6 separate regions of the Mus musculus genome follow, and all the other regions are linked to region 6. Evidence: chromatin contacts called from public HiChIP or PLAC-seq, Micro-C and promoter capture Hi-C data. All regions are on one chromosome and are shown on one strand. Each heading gives the region's core, a stretch centred on a gene start, on an enhancer-like site or on the middle of the called end of the contact. The rest is flanking DNA. Distances are from core to core; before and after follow the strand shown. Region 1 overlaps Fam13c (family with sequence similarity 13, member C). Region 2 holds the start of Fam13c (family with sequence similarity 13, member C). Region 3 holds the start of Slc16a9 (solute carrier family 16 (monocarboxylic acid transporters), member 9). Region 4 holds the start of Mrln (myoregulin). Region 5 holds the start of Phyhipl (phytanoyl-CoA hydroxylase interacting protein-like). Region 6 holds the start of Bicc1 (BicC family RNA binding protein 1).

Region 1 (3,147 bases), core at 111-2,610, 670 kb after region 6:
TTTCTAAAACATTCAGTCATCAAGGACAGCATGTTCTTTCTCCAGGAAATGCATCTAACAATGATCCCTAAGCTTATCAAACATGTTCCTTCTGGGAATTGGATGTTCAAATGCTTAGTTCTAGAAATTAAGACTGTTCCTTTTAGACAGAAGCAAACTCATCTTGTGATAATTATCAGCCTACTTGGTGCTCTCTGACCTTGAACAAACTCGTGGATACATTTAAGTATTCTGTGCTCCGAAAGTATTCTTGGTGGTCCTGTCTACTCTGAGACTGGTCTGAACTGGAATCAAGTATCATTCCAGCAGGAATTCTCTTTCACACACAATTCTTTTTCACATCAACATTGAAACAGTAGCAACGAGGCCTAAGTGAACATTACAATAGTGGTTCTATATAAGTGGAAAGATTACAAGACTAACATGTGGATGAATTTCTACATTTTCCAACATTGTTATTATTATTATTATTATTATTATTATTTTAATTACTATTACTACTATTACTGTCAATGTTAATAAATGTCCCTTTGCCTTGTACCACACCAATGTTAGATAAAAGTGATAACTATGTATCAAATGTCCAAGGGTGGGTTTCTTAGAGGAGGAGGAGGGGGAGGAAGATGGGAAGCAGAAAATACCTACAGGGTTTCCTTCCCGTAATGATCACGAAGTCTTCTTCAATCAGTGCAAGGACTTCGTGTGGAACTCTGGTCTCCATAACAAGAGGAGGGAAATATTTTTATCTGTGTCAGTGAGAACCAGTATTCTTAAACTAATGTCCATCTATGTCTAAGCTTTTACACAGCTAAAGCAGTGGGCTTTTTCAATATGAGAGCCAAAAGGGCCTTAACCATTCATTGGAAGAACCAACTCTTTATATTAGAAGAGAACCTGAGAGACGGAAGCAGGGAGATCACAAGTTCAAGGGCATCTTCAGCCATGGAGTGATTTTGGGAATACTTATGGCTAATGAGACTCTGCTCTCATTAGCCAAGAAACAAAATAAAAAAGACCAAGACGAGCAAGGTCACCTGTAAGACCATGAACTTCTTAATGCAAATGTTCTTGTATCTCACAGGTTGGTCTGTGTCTATAGGGGAGGAAGGAAGTGGGATTGGGACTTGCTGTTTGAAACACACCCCAGAGAACCCGCTCATGACCCAAGCGTGTACTAGGGAGTCTTGACATCAGTAAGAGAAGCTATTTGCTATTTCTATTTCATCCCTGCCCTTCTCACAAAACACCAAACAGAACCCAAGTAGCTCAATAAAGAGAAAGCAGGTGTGGGAATGCTCAGAGCCCCTGCCCTGGAACAGTCCACGCATGCGCATGGGGATAGCTCCTTTTGTATTGCTAGAAAGCTCTGTCCCGCTCGCTCGCCTCTTAAACATCTTTTCTCCTTCAAGCGGAACTCATTAGGAATCTGCTCACTTCTATTTTAAAAAAAAATTTTTTTAAATAAAAACAACTAGTGAGACACACACACACACACACACACACACACACACTGTCTCAAAACAAAAGATAAAAGGCTTTATTCCCCCCAAGGAAAAGTAGCTGCCAAGAAAACTTCCTCTCTCCAAAAAGCAACAAAGCTTTCAGGCTTTCCTTTCATCTAAAGGATCACAAACAGAGAAACAGGAAAAGCATCAAAGGCTATTATGCTTGCGCAGGGTCCACGGCTCCCTGGAAAACTGGGGACTCACAGATAAAGAAGCCAGTGAGCTTCCAGTTTAGCCACCGGCCTAATTAATACCAATGCTGCTGAGAAACAGCTCCTGTTGATACAGAGGAGGTCTTTAATGACACTGAAGGCTTAATTTTGTCATAAATTTTAATACAGTATTTTAAATACAAGTGAGTTAATCACTCTCCAAAGTAAATTCACTGGGCTGGGGAAGAAATCCCCACCTTCATTAGCAGTCTCTGAGATTCCTGAATTCCCCCTCTTTTCTCATAGCTGAAGGCATAGGCTTTAGCAATAAACCTCAGTTAAACTGATGCATATTCATGCAGTTGCTCTAAACTGATTTACAGTTCTTGTCTTGGCCCTGGAACCCACGGGAGTGAGAACCGAAGGAAGCCACAGCCTCTCTGGGTTGTGTGTGGTAAGCCATTGGTGGGCTTTCTAGTTCCGAGGGGAAAAGCAATTCTCTAGGTGTACTGATCTCGTTAAATACCAGACACAGAGGAGCATCCAGAGTAGCCAAACATCTGAAAAGTACTCAGAGGCACCAAAAGTCCGTGGTAACATGTAAACTGTCAACTAGAAAAGGGTCTTTAAAACACTGCTGGCCGGGCCGGGCGTGGTGGTCCACGCCTTTAATCCCAGCACTCGGGAGGCAGAGGCAGGCGGACTTCTGAGTTCGAGGCCAGCCTGGTCTACAAAGTGAGGTCCAGGACAGCCAGGGCTATACAGAGAAACCCTGTCTCAAAAAAAAAAAAAAAAAACAAACAAACAAACAAAAAAAAACACTGCTGGCCTCTGCGTTCTAGATGAGGAGTTAGCTGGAGCTCGCAAGATGAGCAGTTGCCAGGAAGAGGATTGAAGTAGGCATCCTTAATCAAATGCCAAGTAGCCAGCATAAGTAAATGGGGGGCGGGGTCAGGGAGACTGTCTGATCACTATATCTGTGCGAGGCAAGGTATGCATACCGAGGCAAGGTATGCATACGCCAGGCAGCCCCACTCTTGGAAGTTTTCAAACAAAAGCTGAAAACTCTAGATTTTTCAAAACAGACTCATAATCGTTTACAACACTGTGGGAGTCGAATGTGTCCCCTCACTACACATCCACATAGGCGCTGTATTTGTACTGCTGAGGGATGTAGGACGGGGGCAGGAAGGGCAGATGGGCAGGAGGCCAAGTGGAGTGAGGAGGCTAAAATAACCTGAGGTGGCTAAGAGAACATTCCAGACAGCCATGGGAGTCTTACAAGAAGAGGAGATCAAGATAACAGTTTCAAAACTTTTTTAAAAAGAGTTCCCCCAACAAATGTTTTAGGAATTGTTCCTGAAAAGGTACAGTGTAATAACCACCCAAGATGTCCTTAACCTCAGCCTTTGCCTGCGCCCATCATAGGACCTTCTGTGCATTCAGACAGGACGCCATACTTTTCTCACTTTAACCTAAAAGACCTAAGA
Region 2 (2,835 bases), core at 212-2,711, 720 kb after region 6:
TCCAGGGTTCCAGTGGACAGGCCATAGTGAATCATTGAAAGTCAACCTGGTCCTTATTTTAAAGAGACCCCACTTAGATGAGCTCAAAGCGGGGTACTAAGTCAGTAGCAAACCAGACAAGCAAAAGTGCATGGGGAAGAGGCCCAGAAAGCACAGTGGAACCTCAGCCCTCCCTCTCCAAGTCTCTGCAACAGTGGCAGGATCTGAAAGCCAAAAGATGCTCTCGTCACTGTTCAGGTTTCTTTAGCAAACAGCTTCTAAGCCACTTGTAGCCTCTGTATGAAACTCACAATTCTCTTAAGTAGTGGGATACACAACTTTGCGCATGCACACACACACACAGCCTGCTGCAAAAAGCTTTTACCGAGTAGCTTTTACCAAAAGGTCCCAGAAGTAAACACTAATTTCCCTACGATAAAATGGAATACATATAGTTTATACTCCCAGCTATATGTGAATTGCATACAGTGCCAGCAAAATCTACTCCACGTTCACCTCTGATATATAGATTCTATTAAGAAAATACTAAGGAAGAGATGACCAAAATAAAAACAAAGCACTATCAATATCAACACACACACACACACACACACACACACACGCACACACACGGGCTGGCCTAGAGTAAAACATTATTTCCCTTCCCTCCACTATGAACTGTTATTAGGTTGTTAGTCAGGCAAGGCGTTTCTCTATAGTCACATTATTGTGGCCAGACGAGAAAAATCACAAAAAGGCATCTAGAAAAGTTTACCGCACTGTGTCTTAAAAATCTGTACACACGGAGAGGGAAGGTGAGTTTACCCTGTTTAAATATGCTGGAATTAAACTCCTGCTAGCTCACATCCGTCTATTTGGGGCAAATGTACACTGCGTGCACTCCATGAAAACTGACACTCATGTTGGCAAAATACAACCCAGCTTCCTTTCTGACATGTCACATAGATTTTTTTTTAAGCTAAGCTCCAAGATTGCATATTTTGGGCCACGGAGCCTCCCGCAGCAATCAAGCTAGGTTTATTACTCCCCCCACCCCCCGCTTCCGCTCCTCACTCCCTACCCCCGCGCACCCTCCACCCCGAGCTGCCAAAATACTGGCTGCAACCTGTGTGAGGTTTGTGGGCCCCGCCAGCCTCGCAGCCTCAGGATCCAGGAGACAATGCATCGCCTGGAAAGAGGGCTTGGGGACAGGGGTGGGGTGGGGTGGAGTGGGGTGGCAGCGGGAGGGGATACCTTCACCATAGTTGCTTCGGAGACAGGAATGCAAGTCGATTGTAAGGGCAAGAAGCACTTACTCAGTTACAGCGGCGCTGCCGAAGGAATTATCCTGAAGGCTGAAACAGAAACAAGAAAACATGAGCCAAGTGCGGCCGGGGAGCCGTCTCCCTAATTGCTCTCCCGGAGTTAGAGCACCCACACAAACATGGCATTGCCAGGCAAGTCTTAGGGCTCGCCCGGCACGCTCGCTCTACCTTGGGCTGCTGTCTGCACATGCTCCTGACGACACCCCCAGCAGGGGCCCAGCGGCACCGGCGAACCACAAAGCCCAGCAGCCCGCGAGGCTGCGGGGACGATGGGGCGGGGCGCGGCGGCGCGCGACCGGGGGCTTCAGCCTCAGGAACCTGGAGCTGCTCCGCGCAACCCTGGTAGGCAGCTAGGAGCTACAGAGAGTCCAAGCTGCTTGAGCCTGCCACCTCAGCCTCAGCTGGCAATACAGATTGCGTCGTCCCCCCCACCCCCCAGTGGATACAATGCCCGCCTCCCATGGCTTGTTACCTCCCCAGCCCCCACCCCACCCTAGGGATGCAAACGAGCAAAGATGCTTCTGTCGCTTTTCCTGAAAGCATGGAGAGATCGAGAAGGAGGAGAGGGATATGGATGCTGAGTTTTGATTTATTTTCACTGTGTGTTGGTTTTTATTGCCTAGAACAAAAGGGCTCCCAAGGGCGGGCTGCATCCCGACAGGTCCGTCTGCGCTCTTGTTATTTTACTCCGCTAGAGGAAGCGCCCAGCGCAGGACCACAGAGATGTGAATGAACCTATGCAGGCGAATGTAGAATGCTTTCCAGGCCTTCGCTGATGCCTAGGACACCGTGCCAGGCGGGGAGATGGACTCCTACCCCCACAGCAGCCCCGCACCTTCACAAAGGATGGAATGACAACTCACAAACGTTGTTCCCTTTGATGGAGTCTACTTTGTTGGGGGAAGGGAGGGCCGGTCAGCCCCACCCCCACCCCGCTTTATTCTTGCTTGGAGATGTTTACCCTGCCCCGTTCCCATTGTCCATGTTTCCTGACATGTTGACCTTGACTTGGAAAGACCTGCCTCTGAATTTTGAAATACGATCACAGACTTACGTGTTGAACTATACTATGCATGTGTTCTTAATCCTACTGTCCCATGGAACTAGGTTCTAGATGGCAACGTGAAGTCTAATCACAGGATATCTTCCTGTCCTCAGATCCAAAGACTGTCACTTTCCCAAACGCCCCTGCGCTCGAGGGCTGTGGTGCCCATTCTGGGTAGTTCAGTGTGAAGAAAGACCAGCCTTTTGATTGCGTAAACATCTCCAGTGATTCATCTAGAACAGAAGGAACAATGCTTTCACCTGAAAAACAGCAGTTGATATGAATATGCTGTGGACCAGTTGAAAATATAATGAACCCTCTGAGAGGCCCAACAAGCAGCTGAAAGAGTCAGATGCAGATACTAGCACCCAACCAATGGACAGAAGCGGGGGACCCCTGTGGATGAATTGGGGAAAAGCTGGAAGAAGCTGAGGAGGAGGGCAGCCCCATGGGAAGACCAGCAGTCTCAACTGACCTGGAACCCGG
Region 3 (3,107 bases), core at 175-2,674, 910 kb after region 6:
GAGGAGGAGGAGGAGGAGGAAAGAAAGAAAGAAAGAAAGAAAGAAAGAAAGAAAGAAAGAAAGAAAGAAAGAGAGAGAGAAAAGAAAGAAAAAAAATTTAAAAATCCAGTCCAGAGTTCCTAATGTCACTCTTTGCCATCTTACCACGCCCCTGGCCCTTTCTATAGAACCTTCATTAGAGACGAGTAGGATCCCTGTCTCTCCACTTACCCAAACACAGAAGGATGGGAAGCAAGGAAACCTGCTCTTCGGACATCGGCGGTGCTGAATATACAAGTTATTGCCAGTTGGCAGGTGAAAAGATTTTATTGTCTAATTTCTATTTGCTAGTCGAGGGTGGTTAATGGGTACCGACACTACTCTCTGCGCTCACAAAGTGTTTAACGGAGGCTGTAACCAATCGGCACACCCTTTCTTTCTCCAACCTAGCTCACTCCGTCTGTTGCCTAAGAGTATCTGAGTGGCCTCTGCTCTGCTCTGCTCTGCTCTAGGTGAACATGCCAATCTGGGCAAGTCAAGATGTCTAACTATTACCACTGAGCTGTAGCCCATCAGATGGGCCCAATGAGGCAAGTAAGATATCAACATAAATAATATGTAAATAATATCTGTAGTGTAAACACTGCCTAAACTTTCCGGATCATTTGTGCTGCATAGACCTGACATTCCAAGAACGAAGTAAAATCCCGACCTGATTGATGGTCAAGTTCCATGGCTTGCTGTTTCCCCTGAAGCCTCTGTGCATGGCTAAAACCAAAGAAGGGTTCCCTAGGCGAACCAGAGCTGAGGCATGCGCACCAAAATCCTTCTAAGTTTTGTTCAGGTGGCGGAGGAGCCGCCTGGCCGTTAGGCTCCTACACCCTGTAGCGCAGCCCGGGTGCTGCCCTGCCCGGAACCCAGCAGGATCTGCCCGCAACGTGAGCTGCTGTCCTTGCAGTTTACCAAACCTATGCGCCCCAGCCTGGATTCTCCCCAGCACCTGAGCCCACCTCCTCGGGAGCGGCCTTCTGGGAAGTGAGGACCCACTTGGGTCACACGTAGAAGGTATCCCAGGAGACTCATCTGGTGACATCCGAGCTCTCATCTCCCCCATTCTCCCTGCAAAAGGCAACCCTACGAGTATTTTTGCAGAGGCAGTTACTCTTTCTAGAAGAGGGTGCAGAGTGCTCCGCGGCGCTCTCAGGACGCTTTCAGCCCGGGCAGACCAGAAGCCGGCCGGTAGCTGTGCACCCGCGGGTGACAGCACCGCCTCCTTTCGGTGCAGTTTGCAGGGTGAGGGGACAGCTCCCGCCGGGACCTTCCCAGTTCCTGGGGTTTTTACCTGAGTCCCGGCCTCGGCTGGGGCCGCGGGCGCAGCTCCGGCCGCAGCTGCTGATCCGGGCCCTGCGCTGGGCGAGCAGTCCCGCTGCGCGCAATATACGGCCGCCGCCCTCTGCCCTCGGGACACATGGAGTGCAGCCCGCCCGGCCGGCTCCACCTTCCCCACCCCCACCGCCCACCCCGGGAAGTCACTCCCGGGGTGGTCCCACTCTCAGATCTCCTCTGCAGGGGCACCCTGGCCAGTCTGAACCGGCTGAGACTGCACGCCCGCTGGGGGAAGGAAGAGGAGGCGGAGGAGGAGGAGATGGAGGCGGTGGAAAAGCCGGCGGTAGGGGCGCTGCGTCTACACCCGTAGCTTAAGGCCCGGCTAGGAGTGGGGGGAGGGCCGGACCCGAGTCCCCTTGGTCTCCCGAAGCTCTCCCGCATACCCCCCGCCAAGCACCGTGTGCATTTGCGAGGAGCCTGTGTGGAACTGAATACAAGGGTCGCCTGCTCTCCCTGGCTTCCCTGGGTCGCTGGGAGCCTCCTGGCCAGAGCTGTACTCGTGGGCAGAGATCCCAGAGGAAAGCGAACTAGAAACCTAGAACTTTGTGAAGTTGGTACTCTTTGGCAGTAGGGAGTATAAGATGCCAAGGGCTTTCCTTTGGGACAACTCCGCGGGAAAGGCGGGTGTCCAGGAGGTCGAAGAGGGAGGGAGAAGTTATGTGAAGACCGTCAGGTGTCTTGAAGTAGAACCAGGCTGTCACTAGCTGTGGTGCAAAGCAACTCACGCTGGAGCTACCTACCATGCATGGCTCTCTGCGCTGTCACCGAAGCCCACTGCAGAAAACTTTAGGGTTCCAGGGGCTAACGAATGTGTGGACACCGTTCGCTCCAGGGATATGTCTGCAATGTGGCGTGTGCTCACCCTCTGCCCCATTAACTTTCTGTCTGTTGAATTCTTGAAGAGAACTATGTCTATCTAACAGCGTGAGAATTCCCTTCATACCACGCAAAGCCTGCGTTCTTAGGCGGCAAGGACTACCTCCTGCAAAGTTAAGAGTTGAGCCACCTAGGTCTTTTCAGCTTATTTCCTTATCTATGATATTTTCAGAATCTTGCCTGCATCGTGGAGAGTGGGGGAGGGTTGAGAAGTCAGAAAAGGTACGGAATCTGGCCATGCCCACCACCCTGAGAAGTGGCTTTAGCGCTTCTCTCCAACACCCCCTTTCTATTCAGGTTATGGAGAAGTCCTCTCAAACATATTATTCTTGTCCCCGGAGAGAGCTTACTTGCCACCCCCAGCACCCAAGTATAACTAAGCATGACTGCAGCTGCTGTCAAAACCATAGCACCAAAGAGGTAGAGGCTACCCTTATTAGAAAGCTCCGGGTCTCACTTAGAGACCCTCTCTTCAAAACCAAGGTGGACTGTTGCTGAGAAACACACACACAGACACACACACACACACACACACTCAAAGTGGAAGAAAAATCAGAAAAATACTTAATAGTAACAGTAGCCCACTGTGGTGATTCACACCTATACCCAATTGAAGAGGCAGATCGCTGGGAGTTCAGGTCCATCCTGGGCTACATAATGAATTTTAGGCTAGCCTGGGCTACAGAGACCTCATCTGAAAAGAAACACTACCAATTAAAAACAATAACAAAACAGTGCCCATGGAAGGCAGGTAGTATCCAAACAAACAAAAACCTTATGGGAGGAAAAAGAAAGGAAAAGCTGTCAGCATCCTAAAAATGTGTTTGTGAAGAAGAAAGGGGCTCTGTATCCACTCCCGATGGTGG
Region 4 (3,052 bases), core at 260-2,759, 960 kb after region 6:
GTATACCAGACTGGGGGGGGGGTCGGGGGTGGGACTGCCCCATCATCACAGATCCTAGCTATAGCCCTCCTCAAGTCTTGGGTGGTGAGCGAGATAGCACCTTCCCGTTCTCCCACAGCGGTGGCATGCACCATTCTGAAAACGAAGACGTTAAAGACTTTAAATGTGGCACAGTTTTATAGGAGCTTGTTTCTCAGACTAATATTTCCTATCGAGCATAGTGTTTGTAGGCTCTGCAACTGAACTTGAAATGGCAGATTATTCTCAAGATTAAGTCCATTGAATGAAGGATTTTTATAGATGACATTTAAATTTCTGTCAGTACTCACAGCCACTTATGTTACACTATTGTCAAATACCCAAACCGGTGCAAGATAGATAATAATTCATTTCACCAGTGAGGAAGCTGAGGTTCAGAGAGGCTGAGGCCCTGTGTACAGTCTTACAACCACTCTTACCCAGTCCACTTCTGTGTCTCTGGGATTCACTTTAATGCCTCTGTCAAGATTACACCGATGCTGGGCAGTGATGGCACACAGATGTAGTCGCTCCTAGCACTCAGGAAGCAGAGGCAGGTGGATCTCTGAATTTGAGGCCAGCCTGGTCTACAGACCGAGTTCCAGGACAGCCAGGGCTGCACAGGGAAACCCTGTCTCGCAAAACCAACCAAACAAAAAAAGTTTCTAAACAACAGCAAAAATAGTTTGTATCTAGACATGTACACATGCCCAGGAATGAGACTCACACAGCCAAAGCAGAGAGCTATGCTAATATATGGCCTTGAAGAGGGACTGGGATATCAAGTGTCAGTTTTGCCCAGGATGACTGGGCAAGGCATCTGGCTCTCTGAATTCCAGGGTCCTCCCTTGCCAGACAGAAAACACAGTGACCTACTTCTCAGGCCTCTGAGAAGTGACCATGTCAAAGAGGCTGCAGAGACAGGGCCGTTGGTTACAAAGCTAGTAAGCAATGCGATGGGTCCCTCTGCCCCAAACCCAGAACAGGGGATAACAACAGGGCACCATGCCTCCCCCCGCTCTCCCACTTTGATTCCTGTAAGTAAAAACTCCCTTTGAAAACACTGGGATTCTATCTGGAGAAGGAAACACAGGGAGATGGGTCAAGCTGCAAGCCCAGGGCTCAGCCGAGCAATTTATATCCAGCGTTATTAATCACCTGCTCCGCTTGCCGTGAGCCAAAACCAAAAAGAAAGGAGTAGGATTCTGACTCACTAATCTCCCTTATCATCAGCCTCGTAAAACTTGGAGGGATGTTGAAATGCAGGCAGTGGAAACCAGCTTGGGGAGTCAGCAACTTTTAGCCTTCATTATTTCTAATGAGAGGCAACAAGAGTTTCGTTCGCCTCTCCCTGTGTCAACACTACTTAAAAATATAAACGCAAGCAACACTTACTGTTCAGGGGTGCAACGGAGCCAAGTCCAAAGTCCTGGGAATGGCCGCCCTTCCTTTCAAAAACACCATCTGCTCTCCATGGACGAAAAGCTCACTGGGCTGTTATTAGTAACTGGCTCCGAGTGTTAGGCAGAAACCTGAGCCAGAATGTCATGGGGAGGAGGCAAGAGAAACTGACAGACACAGGTGGGATAGAGTCTAACAAAATATATTTACATTGAAGTCAAGCAAGCCGCTAGGCGGGGATGCCTTAAGTCCCCATGGTAGCTGTTCTAAACTATCAGCAAGCAACAACAAATCTCCTCCACTGTGAGAACATAGCCCCTTCTCTTCTGCACACTCCTTTTCTGCAGGGAGCTGGCTTTTAAAAACTGTTTTAGTTTTATTTCTGTGTGTGTGTGTCTGTGTGTGTAATGTCATGTGTATGTGTGTGGGGGGTGTCAGGGGTGTTTAAGGAGGGCAATAAGGAATATCAGGCCTGCTGGAGCTATAGTTACAGGTGGGTGACTACTTGTAAATTCTGGAAACTCAACCCAGGCCCTCTGTGAGAGCAATGTGTGGTCTTAACTGCTGAGCCACCTTTCTAGCCTGTTTGCTTGCCTGCCTTTCTTTCTTCTTTCTTTCTCTTTCTTTCTTTCCTTCTTTCTTTCTTTCTTCTTCCTTCCTTCCTTCCTTTCTTTCTTTCTTTCTTTCTTTTTCTTTTTTCTTTCCTTTTCTCTCTCTCTCTCTGCCTTTCCTTCCTTCTCTTCTGTCTGCCTTTCCTTCCTTCTTTCTTTCTTCCTTCCTTTATTTTCTTTCTTTTTTTCCTTTTCTCTCTCTCTCTCTCTCTGCCTTTCCTTCCTTCTCTTCTGTCTGCCTTTCCTTCCTTCTTTCTTTCTTCCTTCCTTTCTTTTCTCTTTCTTTCTTTCTTTCTTTCTTTCTTTCTTTCTTTTTCTCTCTTTCTTTCTTTCTCTTTTCTCTCTCTCTGCCTTTCCTTCCTTCTCTTCTATCTGCCCTTCCTTCCTTCCTTCCTTCTTTCCTTCCTTCCTTCCTTCCTTCCTTCCTTCCTTCCTTCCTTCCTTCCTTCCTTCTTTCTCTTCCTTTCTTCCTTTCTTTCTCTTTTAAGATTTATCTATTTATTTCATGGGAGTACGCTGTTGCTCTCTTCAGACACACCAGAAGAGAGCATCAGATATCGCTATACATGGTTGTGAGCCACCATGGGGTTGCTGGGAATTGAACTCGGGACCTCTGGAAGAACAGTCAGTGCTCTTAACCACTGAGCCATCTCTCCAGCCCACTTTCTGATATCTAAATATCTTTTTGTGTTTATGAATTTAACCTAGTCTATTTTGATTCTCCCGTTTTCAAAATATATCAATGAGTGGATTTTACAACATCTACTGTTGATTTTGTGTACGAGTCTGGGTGCAGTTGGGTGGGAGAGGGTGTGCAAGTTAAGGAATGCGTTTCATTCCTTAGAAGACTGTTTCTGAATGTGTGGGTCATGGCCCCTTTGGGGGAGGGTCATGTTTCAGATAACCTGCGTATCAGATATTTACATTGCAATTCATAACAGTAGCAAATTTACAGTCATGAAGGAGCAATAAAATAATTTTATGGTTGGAGGTTACCACAACATGAGACATTGTATTAAAAG
Region 5 (3,230 bases), core at 314-2,813, 560 kb after region 6:
GGACATTTCACTTAATGATACCAAATTACCTTACACGGATGTTTATCAACCTTCAATTGTGCCAAATTTCCTCACGGGTTTATTTTATCTAAAGCGGGGCCTTCCATTTTATGAGACATCAATTAACTAGATTTAGTTGTTTATGGCTAAATGGATGTGACTAGAAAAGGCAGCATATAGTAATCTATATGTAAATTGTTTTTATTGGTGAATATCAATGTTTGAAATTGGAAAATGAGTAAACATGGAACATAAATTATTACCAATAACTATAAATAATACAAGGGGGAGAGGGGCTTCTTTTGATCCCGTGATACCAAGAAAAACAAAATAACATTCCGAATCAGTAAATGAGAACAGAGGCCAACAGGCTGTCATCTATATAGGCTTTATTTTTAAAACCTTTGCACCATCAGAGTGCACTGAAATATCTTAGGTGCTCCTGAAAGCAATGGGGCGTGCAAATATGGCCATCACTGGAAGACCACAGGTCCCCCTTTCATTTTCTAGGGTAACAAAGAACAGGTGATGTGTTTCAGCCTGTATTTTTCAGTCAGAACAATGCCGGGCCCAGGGAGAGCACTGAAGACTTGTTTGTTAGCTGAGTGGGTGAGGAGGCAAGCTGACAAGTGGCTGTCACCCGGAAGCTGCCTCCTCAGCAGCCAGCCGCCAGCATCCTGTGTAGCCTCACCTGTCCCGCAGCACCGACCTGAGTTCGCGCTCGCTGCCCGGTGCAGTCCTCAGGTGGCCGCTCATTGCTCACTGCGGGGCCTGGTGAGGAACGGCGGCTGGGCGCGCAGAGCGGGGACCGGGAACCCTAGGCGGCTCGGGCCTCAGTTTCCCAATGTGTGTTCAACAAGCAACAGGCGCGCGCTCGCCTCGCCGCAGCCCGGGGTGGCCGTCCGGCTCTACCTGGCATTGTGAAAAGAGCCTAGCCGCCATCGCCGGGCGAGCGCGACGCGCCGAGCAGCTTGCCACAGCCCGCGCTCCTCGCGCGCTCCATCCTCCTTCGCTTCCAGCGGGAGAAGGCGCGCGGGAGAGCCAAGCGAGGGCGCGTGCGCGCGGCAGGCGGGGTCGGGATGCGCAGGGAAGCAGTGGGGCGCGCATGCGCGTGCGCGCGACAGGCGCCCCGGGGGGTACGGTCTACGCGCCCGCAGGTAGGTTGCGGGTGCGCGCCCCAGGACAAGGGCAGCGATGGAGGCGTGTCAGAGCGTGGGCGCGCCACTGGCTGGGAGCGGAGCCCTAGAGAGGAGAGCGGAGGGCGCGTCCGCGTCCGTGCGCGTACGCGCGCGCGGCAGGTAGGGGGCGGGGTCCGCGTGCCGTAAAAAAGGGGCGGGGCCCTGTGCAGGCAGGTAGGCGCGACCCCGGACCCCTGTCCTCCGTGCGCGTGTGCGCAAGGGCGGGCGGCAGGCAGGGGGCGGGGTCTGCGAGAGGTAGGAAAGGGGCGGGGCCCGGGTGCAGGCAGGTAGGCGCGTCCACCGCCAGCCCCGCCCCCGTGAGCGTGCGCGGCCCTCCCTTCAGGCGAGAGCGCGCTCTTCCCGCGCTCGCGCCGGCCGGCGTTCAGTCTACGAGCCGCGCACTCGAAGGAGCTTCTGCCGCCGCTGCCGCCGCCGCCACCACCACCGCCGCCGCCGCCTCGGCCGCGACTCCCGACCGGAGGTTGCCCTCGTCCTCAGCCTTCTCAGGCCTTTCCCGCCCTTCGCCCCGCCGGCCGCTGGCGCCTGGCTTCGACGCGGGGTCGCGAAGATGGAGGTGCCGCGCCTGGACCATGCCCTCAGCAGCCCCAGTAGTCCGTGTGAGGAGATCAAGAACCTCAGCCTGGAGGCCATCCAGCTGTGCGACCGTGATGGTGAGGAACGGAGGCACCGGCGGGAGACAAAAGGACGCGGGCGGAGGTGTCCGGTCCCTGGGAGAGGGCGCCTCTCGGGTCCGCGGGAGAAGGCTGCTGGAGGGAGAGGGCGCCTCTCGGGTCCGCGGGAGAAGGCTGCTGGGGGAAGAGGGCGCCTCTCTGGTCTTTAGGAGAGGGCGCCGCTCAGGTCCGCGGGAGAAGGCTACCGGGGGAGAGGGATCCAATGGGTCCGCGGGAGAGGGCTCCACTGGGGAAAAGGAACCGTTCGGATCCGCGGGAGAATGCTCCGCGGTGGAGAGGGCGCCTCTCGGGTCCGCGGCCCGGTGTTGCCTATTCTGCAGCAGGCAGATCTTGGGTCTCCCGACCAGGGACTTACCCGCCACCGCGAAGGCTAGACTGGATAGGCTTGAACAAAAACTTACCCATTCTCTTGCAAACCTCTGAACCCCAGGAGTGTCTGTCTAACTGGGGTGAGCCTCCTAGTATTTTAGTCGGGGACAGAAAAGCTGCGTTTCAGCACCAAGGACAGACACTAGGCTCTTGGTTCTGGGCAGGGATTATGAGGCTGTCAAAAATCCGAACAGGATATTGGTCCTTCCTCTACGTTTGCTGAGATTCGGTGTGTGTGCAGCACACACCATTGTGTGTTGATGTGTCAGTACTCTATTGTTAAAGTTGGCAGTCTACGAAAAGGAAATGACTGATCACAGGGTCCGAGTGTTAAAGTGCTAGCTAGCTAGTACTCTGCAGTGTGGGCACGGCGCTGTGTGTTGGGCTAGTTAGAGTATCAGTGTTGGGCACAGAATGGTGTGTTGGGCTAGTTGGAGGATAAGAGTTGTTTCAGTGATTTGGAATAAAACTTCATTTGTAAAGAAGTCGTCTGATTGCTGATTGGCCAAATAATTGTTAAATTCTGCATATAAAACCGGTTGACATGGAAATACGATTATCAGTGAAAATGTTCAACTGTATATGAGTAATAGCTATAGAACATTTTAAAAGAAAAGTTATGAGAGCTATTAATTGGTGCACGGTAAGGTCATTAAATGTAGCAGGATAACTCATATAGGAAACAAAGATCTTGATTTTTTTTAAAGGCATTGAAATGGACATTTAAGTCGACTGAGCACTAAAGTCCTGCTTACTAATAATTTTTAATTGTTAGTGTGAATTTATTTTTAATAATCTCTAAATGAAAATTCAAACTCTTTGAACACAACAAACCTTAACTTATGAAAGAGGTGTAGTCTGAATAATTAAGTATTCTTGTAAAGACTGTTTATTTCCTTTGTCGGTAGATTAGCTTTGTAAATTGCAGCTATTTTTATTTTCTCAGATTGGTTTCAGAGAAAACCAAGATTCTAATAAAAGTAGATTTGAT
Region 6 (3,255 bases), core at 113-2,612:
TTGGGCCTCTCTTTCCACCATGTGAGGCCTGAGGGTCTAACTCAGGTTGTCTGGCTTGACAGCCAGTGTACTTATGTTCTGAGTCACGTCTCCAGCCCCCTGTAAGAGTTTTGATTCAAACACACACTGTATGATTATCTATGGGCCCCAGGTGAACCCTATGGCTCACCCCACTTGTAAACCTACTTCTTCCCTCGGTAGCACAGTGCTTTTCTACCATATTTAACACCATCATCCTCCTACGTAGAACAGATACTCTTGTGCGTTTGGTCATTTAATAAAAGGCAGTACGATTCTGTGTGGCGTGGGGGCGAGTGTTCCAAGCTCACAGCAGGACTTCATCCTCTGAGCTCTATGCTCCGCTTTGAGAGTGATGGTGCGTGGGCTGGCGGGCAGTCAGCATCAGAAGTTGCGAGGCTTTCATCTGTGGGCCGCCTAGAACAGAGAGGAGCTCCCAGCCTGTCTAGAGAATGAGCCAGCCATTTCTGTGATCTCAGACAGAGATAGATGCTTAAGGTGGCGAAAGTAGTGTCTTGTTGAATCAAGGCCTGAAATTAAAGTCAGAGAAGGGCACATCTGGCGAAGGTATCTTTGGATTGGACCGATTAGGTGCACACAAGTCAAGTCTACTCTGACATCTGCAAAAGTTGGTCATCAATCCCTCTTGTCCCCAGATCTCCTTTTATTACTCTCTATTCTCATTCAGGCTTGTGGGACAGACTCAGGGTGTTCTGAGGGTCTGTAAATAGGACTGGACTTGGGAGCATACCCTTTGAGCACTTTGGGGTGAACTTGATCTAAGTTTGGAGTATTCTGAGTATGGAGAGGGATGGAATTCGGGTATAGGGATAGAAAAGTGACAGTAAGGGATTCGGGTGTGGATAAGCAAGCTTGTACGCCTGGCAGGAGTGAGTTTTTGATGGAGTCTCCATCAAAGTTTGTGAGTTTTGATGGAGTCTCCATCAAAGTACAAAAAAGTGGCAGTAAGTGACGAGGGCGTCTGGCGGGGCACCCCAGGAGCGCTAGGCTCGAACTGGGTGAGGGGGTCCGAGAGCCCGAGGGTCCACGCGATGGGTCAGGCATTCCGGGCGGCGCCGCGCGGCGTGTGGACGTGGTGCGTGTGAGAGGGCGCGGGCTGGCCGCTCCCGCCCGCTGCTCCCCGTGGGCCTGGCCGGCCAATGAGCGCGCGAGGCGGCGGCGGGGCTGGCGGCGGCCGGAGGCGCGGGCGGCTCTGTGCGCTCGGAGCGGGCGCTGCGGGCGGGCGGGGGCCGGGGCGCAGGCGATCGGCGCGGCGGGGCGGGGGGCGGCGCCCGAGGCGGGGATGCGCAGGGCTTCCCGCGGCCACGGCGGCGGCGGGGGCACGAGCTAGCGCTGCGGCGCGCCGAGCCACATCGGCCGGGGCCGGGGCGGCGGCAGCCCGAGCGCCGCTCGCACCATGGCCTCGCAGAGCGAGCCGGGCTACCTGGCGGCGGCGCAGTCGGACCCCGGCTCCAACAGCGAGCGCAGCACCGACTCGCCGGTGGCCGGCTCCGAGGACGATCTGGTGGCCGCGGCGCCCCTCTTGCACAGCCCGGAGTGGAGCGAGGAGCGCTTCCGCGTGGACAGGAAGAAACTCGAGGCCATGCTCCAAGGTAGGCATGCCCCTGCTCCTAATCCTCTCCCAAGTCCGCCACAGGATCGTCTCTCAGTCCGCTCACGGGACACCCTCCCTCCCCCCCAACTTTGTCAGCTTGCTCGGATCCGAGGAGCTGGAGGCCCGAGTTTGTGCTGCAGCTCCGAAGTTGCTGTTAGGACCGCGGCGGTGCCAGCTGCAGCTGGGACATCTGGGCCGTGGCATCCTTACACTACGGGACCGCCCAGTGTGCGGGACTTTGCCCGGCTTCCCGCAGCCTGGAATCTCTGCCACCCCTGCCGCGTCTTTTCCCTCCCCTCCTTAGTATCCGCTTCCTCCAGCTAGGGCCTGCTCTCGTCGCCTGGAAAAGCGCTGCAGATGTCAAGGCTTCAGCTGGGAGCCCCCGCCCCCACGCCGGAGTCTTGAGCTGGAGCAAGTCACCCAGGCGTGGGGATCTGTGCCCTGGCAGTGCGAGGGTAGCATGTGTCAGGGTAGCATGTGTCAGGGCAGTCCTAAAAGACATCTTGAGTTACATTCAGTCCATAAACTTCTCCCTTGCAGCTGTGGGAGTCTGACTTGACTTTCATATTTTGGGTTTTTAATTTAAAAAAAATTTTTTTCAAATTCTTTATAGAGTTTCTGGGATTTTCCCAGGAAGAGAAACTTTCTCCACACTGGATCGGAAGCAAATGCTGATTTATTGCTTTAGGATTAGAGTGAGCAGTAACAGATCCAAGGTCATTTTGACCTTTAAAAATGTCCATTCGCAGCCTACCTGTGTGGCTCACCTCCCACATCCAAAGGCAGAGATGAGGTAGCTGGAATGTGCATTATTTTTAAGACTTGAGGAGATCTGGCCCCTGCTCCCAGGAAGGGAGAGAGGTGAGGATTCGGTAGCTCTCATCCTTCATCCCGGGAAGCTTGGAGGTCCACAGACTCGCTTTTATTGCTGTCTGCGTGACTTATTTTGACTTTATCTGTCAATGTATCGCAGTATGGGAGCAAGTTATTCCTCTCTGGAAATGCAGTGGCTTCTCGGAACAATTAAGAGGGTTATTTTAAGAGAGAACAACATGTTTTCCTAAACAATAACTTGGTGGAAATAAGTATCAGGAGTGCTTGGCAGGCGGTTCTGGAAGGGCCGAGAACTCCTCTCCTTTGTTGCTTATTTGTATTGATAAACATTCCAAATGTCATGTCTTGTGTTTTTTTTTTTTTTTTTTTCCCCCTGAGATTATGTAACTTTGGAGGAAAGTAATAGATCTGAAAATTGAAGCCGGGTTACATTTCAGGAATTTTTCATTTGTGAAGCTTCCTTATTAGTTCCACGAGTCTGCCTAGTTTTGGGGGGTTACAAACAAAATGTTACAATTATGTTGCAGATGGATTGTAAGATCATTGCCTAGTTTTGGGGGGTTACAAACAAAATGTTACAATTATGTTGCAGATGGATTGTAAGATCGTAGTGAACCGGAAGATTCCCTGGCTGATCCAACTTTCTTGTGTTGGAAACAGAAAGGGTGATTCCTCAGAATATGGCGGTCTCATCCTTCAGGGATACCCTGCACAGATGCTGCGGTGGGTGCCAGTTTCTGGGCAGCTCACTTGTAAAATCTGAGTTCTCCTAGGGGATTTTTCTTTTC

The links. Promoter capture Hi-C pulls out the DNA fragments that hold promoters and counts their contacts. A called contact is a pair of places that touch in the nucleus more often than the background predicts. HiChIP or PLAC-seq counts read pairs in DNA pulled down with a chosen protein or histone mark.
Region 1: an H3K4me3 HiChIP or PLAC-seq map of stem cell-derived neural progenitor cells shows a contact between it and region 6, with 3 times the contacts expected there. The contact joins the enhancer-like site here to the promoter of Bicc1 in region 6. A contact is called at or near these places in 1 of 484 Hi-C or Micro-C datasets (nephron progenitors), 4 of 115 datasets of contacts at active chromatin or transcription factors (the NIH/3T3 cell line, fibro-adipogenic progenitors, forebrain and 1 more) and 1 of 9 other capture datasets (embryonic stem cells).
Region 2: a promoter capture Hi-C map of hippocampal neurons shows a contact between it and region 6, with 5 times the contacts expected there. The contact joins the promoter of Fam13c here to the promoter of Bicc1 in region 6. A contact is called at or near these places in 5 of 39 promoter capture datasets (the C10 cell line, cranial neural crest, embryonic stem cells and 2 more), 2 of 484 Hi-C or Micro-C datasets (both in embryonic stem cells), 3 of 115 datasets of contacts at active chromatin or transcription factors (astrocytes, embryonic stem cells and neural tube) and 1 of 9 other capture datasets (liver).
Region 3: a promoter capture Hi-C map of hippocampal neurons shows a contact between it and region 6, with 5 times the contacts expected there. The contact joins the promoter of Slc16a9 here to the promoter of Bicc1 in region 6. A contact is called at or near these places in 3 of 39 promoter capture datasets (cranial neural crest, hippocampal neurons and stem cell-derived epiblast-like cells) and 1 of 115 datasets of contacts at active chromatin or transcription factors (stem cell-derived neural progenitor cells).
Region 4: a promoter capture Hi-C map of hippocampal neurons shows a contact between it and region 6, with 5 times the contacts expected there. The contact joins the promoter of Mrln here to the promoter of Bicc1 in region 6. A contact is called at or near these places in 2 of 39 promoter capture datasets (hippocampal neurons and stem cell-derived epiblast-like cells).
Region 5: a contact with region 6 is called in a Micro-C map of embryonic stem cells, with 6 times the contacts expected there. The contact joins the promoter of Phyhipl here to the promoter of Bicc1 in region 6. A contact is called at or near these places in 6 of 39 promoter capture datasets (the 3T3-L1 cell line, embryonic stem cells, hippocampal neurons and 1 more), 2 of 484 Hi-C or Micro-C datasets (both in embryonic stem cells), 5 of 115 datasets of contacts at active chromatin or transcription factors (embryonic hindbrain, embryonic stem cells, forebrain and 1 more) and 1 of 9 other capture datasets (embryonic stem cells).

Annotation. Positions count from the first base shown.
Region 1 is chr10:70,483,629-70,486,775 of GRCm38.p6, reverse strand. The region is part of intron 4 of Fam13c (family with sequence similarity 13, member C); the gene reads right to left. Among named protein-coding and RNA genes, the nearest start is that of Fam13c, 44 kb to the right of the region's middle. Within about 2 kb of position 1,360, at least 40 of the 459 cell types and tissues checked have an H3K27ac peak or open chromatin away from gene starts, as enhancers often do. A contact at or near this core is called in forebrain and stem cell-derived neural progenitor cells, where this site is marked.
Region 2 is chr10:70,439,536-70,442,370 of GRCm38.p6, reverse strand. It overlaps Fam13c (family with sequence similarity 13, member C), which reads right to left and starts at 1,461. Exons shown (of 14, transcript NM_024244.4): 1 at 1,296-1,461. The coding sequence starts at 1,357.
Region 3 is chr10:70,243,593-70,246,699 of GRCm38.p6, reverse strand. It overlaps Slc16a9 (solute carrier family 16 (monocarboxylic acid transporters), member 9), which reads right to left and starts at 1,424. Exons shown (of 6, transcript NM_025807.3): 1 at 1,322-1,424.
Region 4 is chr10:70,203,121-70,206,172 of GRCm38.p6, reverse strand. Mrln (myoregulin) reads right to left here and starts at 1,509. Exons shown (of 3, transcript NM_001304739.1): 1 at 1,414-1,509.
Region 5 is chr10:70,597,624-70,600,853 of GRCm38.p6, reverse strand. Phyhipl (phytanoyl-CoA hydroxylase interacting protein-like) reads left to right here and starts at 1,563. Exons shown (of 5, transcript NM_178621.4): 1 at 1,563-1,849. The coding sequence starts at 1,747.
Region 6 is chr10:71,157,797-71,161,051 of GRCm38.p6, reverse strand. It overlaps Bicc1 (BicC family RNA binding protein 1), which reads left to right and starts at 1,362. Exons shown (of 21, transcript NM_031397.3): 1 at 1,362-1,631. The coding sequence starts at 1,436.